Linked DNA regions of Arachis hypogaea: region 1 is linked to region 2. Evidence: chromatin contacts called from public Hi-C data. All regions are on one chromosome and are shown on one strand. Each heading gives the region's core, a stretch centred on a gene start, on an enhancer-like site or on the middle of the called end of the contact. The rest is flanking DNA. Distances are from core to core; before and after follow the strand shown.

Region 1 (2,998 bases), core at 194-2,693, 98 kb before region 2:
TCACGAATCTGGCGAATCCCCTGACAATGCAACATTTGAGCAATTCTAAATTTAGTGACATTCATGTTTGTCTTATTTTGCACCCGAATTTGAGGGATATGAAACGGAGAGTGAGAGAGAAGTGAATCTAACCATGAATCAGCAACAGGTGTGGAATGAGCAGCAGAAAGAATAGCCTTAAGGCAATCTGCATGACCGTAATAAGCAGCATAGTGCAAGCATGTTCGTCGTCGCGAAGAGTCAAACATCAATATCTGAAACGATACACACAATTAATACCATTCATCCAATTGTGTAATCTATCCTATGATAAAAAAGATCACCACCACTCCAAGGGATTTCGTATTAACTTATTTAGTCCCAATCTCTCCTTTTCTTCTCTTTTCTCTCAAAATTCTCAACAAAGATCTTTCGCCTGAAAAATTAATTCGTTTTAATATAAACTAATCCAAACATAGACTATATTTCAATTTTTTTTTCTTTAAAAAAAAAAACTAATAAAGTAATAAAGCATAACATACATTAGCTCCAGCTTGAATAAGCTTTTCTACACAACCAGTCCTTCCATTCATCGCAGCCAACATTAATGGAGTCTACAAGCAAAACGCAACAAAAAAGAATCAGAATCAAAATAAAATCTTCGAAATTTCAACATTCATAAAAAGATTCCAACTAGAAAATCATCATAAACCATCAATCCTGAACTCTATGACTTAAACACCGCATTGAGCTTACTTTATTTGATCCCTGACTGGGATATTCAAAGTTTTTTGACCAAGACTAGAATTGACTCCTCCACACTTAGTTAAAGGAGGACGAGAAACCTTATTTGTTTACTCAATGTGAGGATCATAAAAAAAATTAAATTAAAAAATAACTTATAATTTACAAACCTGTTTATAGCGGTTCAAGATGTCTGCTTTAACATCTCGCTCCAGCAACATAGAAAGAACCTAAATCAAAATTAAAAATAAAGTTAAGTAACAAACAAATAAATGAGAACCAATGAACAAAACAAAAGACAAGAAAATAAAAAGAAAAATGAACCTGGATTCTCCCATTGGCAGCAGCTACATGAAGAAGTGACAACTTTGCACGGCCATTGGAGTGTTCTAAGAGAGAAGGGTGTTCCTTCAACATAGCTTCAACAATCTCCAACTCACCATCGGCAACTGCACCAAACAGTGCAGCAACACTACCCTTCTCATGGCTGTTGTGGTGATGATTGGTGCAGCTATGGCTTTGACCCATTTTCCCCCACTCTCTCTCTCTTTACCTCTCCTCGATCTCCGGAACTTGATGATCAGCTCTTTGTAAACTAGCAGAGAGGTGATCCCGAAGTTCCACCACACGCCGCCGTGCACGGTGGTGGTGGGGGATGGTAGTTGAGTTTGGTGGGAAGAGGGAAGGTGTAGATTTGATGAATGAGTGAGTAGTAATATTGTGAGTTGCCTCGTGGTTTGGACTTTGGACCAGCCCGCCGCGGTTTCGGGCAGCCTGACCGAACTCTGCATCAAACACTTTATTATTTGTTAATCTCCGTTCATACTTCCCACTTGACCCTCCACTATTTTTAACTTCTTTTTCTTTCTTTTAATTAAATAATAAATACAATACTTTTATATGGTAAAATTATATCAAATAAAATAATTTTTTTTTTAAATTTAAGAGTGAGATTCGAATCAGCAATTTATAAGTGAGTATGAAAAAATTATGTCATTTAAGTTATAACTCGATGGCATAAAAATTATTTCTTTTGGTAAGAAAAAAAGCTACCAAAACGTTTTATCATGTATAATATATATTTTTTATAAATTTATCAAAAATTGTCATTTTTTACTTAATTCTATTTTTTATTAAAAAATTTCTTATTTTATATACGCTGCTTAATAAGTTATAATTTCCTACTATTCTAATTTAAAATGTCACCATCGAATTAATTTTTTGTATATCTTGGTATTTATGAAAATGTTAATTTCTATCATCTTAATAAATTTATTTTTTTTAATTTGCTTTTATATATTTTTTTGGTGACTAATTTGCTTTTATATATAAAAACAAATTGCTTTTATATAACTGTCATGAATGAATAAAAATATAAAAATTAGAAAAAATATATATGAAAAATGAATATATTATATTTAATTATATGTTAAGAATTATATTTTTTATAAAATGAATAATTAAATCAAATATTGATAAAATTGTAAAACACACGGAATAAACTCTAATATATTGAAAACTCCAAATATTTAACTCTTTAATAAAAATATCTTAGCATCTATGATGCTTAATTTTAGTTTAATTTTATTTTAGATCTTATAAAATATCATATAAATATTTATAAAATTATATATTATAAAAATTGATTTAAAATTTAATATAAGATTTATTACTCCAATGTTGGGTCTCATTTTAATTTAAATTTTAATTTAAATTATATCATAAAATTATTTTTAATTATTTTAAATAATTTTAATTAAATTGTAAAAATTACAAAAATAATAATTATATACCATAAAAATATTACACACTAATAAAAATAAATTTTAAAATAACCTAATTAAACATAACATCGTTAAAAAAACCACATGACATATTTAAAACATTACATAAATAACATAATAAGGGTTAAGTACGATTTTAGTCCCTAAGATATGGGTTGAAAATTTTTTTCGTCTCTAACTTTTTTTTGCTTACAAAAACATTCCTAAGGTTTAACCTAGTTTAAAATCGTCCTTCGAACCAAAATATCATTCCCCTTCTTCCCCAAAATCCTCATTTTCTATTCCTCTTTTTCTTCTTCTCCATCCCAACATCATCTCTTCTTCTTTTTTCTTCTTTTTCATCGAAGCATCAGCAACAACAATGAAACAATGTAATAAATATTTAAAAAAAAAAATAACTAGAAGCAGAAGCATAAACAATAGAATTAGAAACAAAACCAGAACCAAAAGCACAAGCAACCAGAAGCAGAAGCAAAAACAATGGAATTAGA
Region 2 (3,064 bases), core at 467-2,966:
TATGAAGGACATGAAGAATATTTTTAGTCACTATTGAATATGCCAATGATTGCTTTTGTTAATCTCTGCAATAAATAATCAATACAATATTTTCTGTCCAAAATAAGTGTTCCTACATAGCATTTTCACTGCTAAATATTATATCACTTCTTACTGTTGCTTTCATCAGTTAGCAATTCTTGTCCAATTAAAATATAAAATGCACTAACACAACAATATTTAGAATTATGCAGGGCAGTGGTAAAAAAAATTTTGCTCACAATGGATGATCAGTAATCATGAAGTTTCATATTTTGTAATGAAGTATGTAAAGGAAGTAAATAATGTAATACTTGTTGGAATTGTAATTCATGTATTAGGAATTCATGGGTAGTTGTTATGACTTTGATTTTTGGTATTTTGTTAGAGCATGTCATGTGATCAAACACACTTTTTGGTGACAAGTTTATGAAGGTTGGATTAGTTGATTTAAAATTACTGGTCATTGTCTAAATTTTAAAATTATCTATGAATTTTGTAAGGTTTTATTACGAAGATTAAAAAAGAATAATAGGTTACTAAACAAACTTATAGCCACACTTTAAAAGAGTGATCATATTGTATAGTAGTCAACAACAGTCACATTTTAAAAGCGTAGCCATATCTGGCACATACGGCCATACTTTTAAGCGTGACAATCTATAAAAATATGGCAAAAAATAAAGCGTGAGAATAGGTCACCAAAAACGTGGCGATAGAGCAACCAGCACACTTGCAGATATGACCTTTTCAAAAGCATGCCGGTAGCTCAAAAAGCGTGGCAAAAAATTATTGCTACGTTTTTTCTAATTTTTCGCCATACTTTAAAAGCGTAGAAAAATTGATTTTTTCTTATAGTATGGTGTCCCAAGTTCAATTTAGGGGACTACGATAATGAAATTAGAATTTGAAAGAGCAAATTGGATAAAATTCATGAATCTCAAAAACTACTATAAGAGATTAAAAGTCATTTTCCTCCTATATGACTTGTCTATAATATTACTTTTCATTTTTCATTCTTTTAGTTTTCCTAGTAGTGATAAAAAGAATATTATAATAATAATTTAAAAATAACATATAATAGAATAGTGACAACATTATTAATTAGGAAGTGGATGTCACTCCTAAGTCTTAAACATTATTAATTTAGAGTGGCAATGAATAGAATAAAGTTTAAACTCCATCTTAATTCTATTTATAGATTTAAACACCTTAATTCGAATCTGTTATACACTTTAAACATCTCAATTTGACCTTACTATACTCAACTTGCATAAAATATTATTTATATATTATTAATAAATTGAATTATTAATTTAATGACATTATATATATATATATATATATATATATATATATATATATATATATATCAATTATCAAGAGAGCAAGATGTTGAATAAAATTGATCCGTAACCCGAACTTGATCCAACCCGTTACAGATTGAGTAGTCAACCCGTTTCGTCTGAATTGGGTAACCACAAATGCGGGTGCGACCAAATAAAAAAAAAAGATGGTCAAACTTAGAATTCTGCTTCCTTCTCTCTTTTGTTGTTTTTTTTTTTTTTATACATTTCAGTAACATCCTTAATATTAGTTTATTAACGACGGAGATTGGAGAATGTCTTGCAGAGATGGACCGCCCCCCCTCCTTTTATTTTTTAGGGTCATGAATTAGCCAATTAGGTAAGATAAAAGTTGGACTCAACATTGAAGACCCAATAATAACTATAATGGAAAGCCCAAATACAACCCAATAACTCCTAAGTAGCCCAAAATCAAAAGGTTAAGCACTACTTAAAAATGACAGGGTCCAAGACCAAAAAAACCATGAGGGTCAAGGACCAAAGCAATAAAAAGATACACATGACGGAGTCATTTCACCAAAAATAAAACAGGACAGGGTCATGGCAAAAGAGACCCAAAAACCGAAAAATAAACCACGTTATTCGGACCGAAGAAAATATACACATCACAACCCAAAAGCAGTAGGAAATACCGGATTAACCCATGCAGCGGAATATAGAAACCTATATAATTGTATGTGTGTGTAATAAGGATGGGTGTCTGAACAAAAAAAAAAAAAGATGAGTGTGTGAATTTGTGAAGTAATATCTAGGATTGAAATTGTCTCATTTATTTTAACGAAAAACTGAAAAATAACAATATAAAAGAAAGAACCAACTTAGATTGGTGTAAAAATTAACTTATTAGTCTATCAAAACGAGTGTTGAGAATTTAAATCACATTTTATATATATAACAATTCATTAGTTAGTGATAACTTCTTAAATGAAATTTTGATCTATAATAAATTAATTCTTGGTCTATTAAATTAAAAAATACTATTAAAAAAAAACAATAAAAGAATAAGAAGGTGCTACTCCCTGCACTATTCAATTTGTGATGTAGAGAGAAAGTAGACATAAATAATTTCGATAAGTAGAGACATTTAGAAATATAATCAGTTCAGGAGCAAAATAGTTATGTACCATGTGATTTATTGTTTGACCTTTTGTGATATATAAAAATATATATAACAAGGGACAAAAAAAAATCAAATTTTCTTTTAATTTTCTTATTCTAATTTTCTGTTTCATCGGTTAGAAAAATCCCAAGCAATCCAATGAATCCATGATATGATTCACTTCATTATTTTTTACTTTCCTCTTCAGCTCTTCTATTCTATTAGCCGCGTTTGTTTACAGTGATAGGACACTAAGACGTAGACACAGAGACATAAAATTATGTTTGATAGAGGAGATATGGACAAAGACAGACAGTGTGTCTAGAGACACTGAATTAGTGTATTTTGTGTCCATCCTGATAAGAAAAACACGAAAACACTAACAAATGACACAACTTATTTTTCATTCTTTTTTCATTATTTTTGTTAATTTTTCATAATTATATTTTTTTATTATTATATTTTTCATCTCAATTTTTTTGAATGAAAAAAAATGAGAATAAATTAAATTTTTATAATTTATTCTAATTTATCATCAAACAAAATACAAAAATACAAAATTTTGTGTTTCTATCCATCA

Evidence for each region. A called contact is a pair of places that touch in the nucleus more often than the background predicts.
Region 1: a Hi-C map of leaf shows a contact between it and region 2, with 2.1 times the contacts expected there. The contact joins two enhancer-like sites. A contact is called at or near these places in 2 of 8 Hi-C or Micro-C datasets (leaf and an unstated tissue).

What each region holds. Positions count from the first base shown.
Region 1 is chr12:94,912,281-94,915,278 of arahy.Tifrunner.gnm2.J5K5, reverse strand. It overlaps the pseudogene LOC112727750. Among protein-coding and RNA genes, the nearest start is that of LOC112727751, 15 kb to the left of the region's middle. Within about 2 kb of position 1,443, at least 3 of the 3 cell types and tissues checked have open chromatin away from gene starts, as enhancers often do.
Region 2 is chr12:94,814,248-94,817,311 of arahy.Tifrunner.gnm2.J5K5, reverse strand. LOC112729337 (a long non-coding RNA gene) reads left to right here. Exons shown (of 4, transcript XR_011869173.1): 4 at 224-474. Among protein-coding and RNA genes, the nearest start is that of LOC112729337, 2.8 kb to the left of the region's middle. Within about 2 kb of position 1,716, at least 3 of the 3 cell types and tissues checked have open chromatin away from gene starts, as enhancers often do.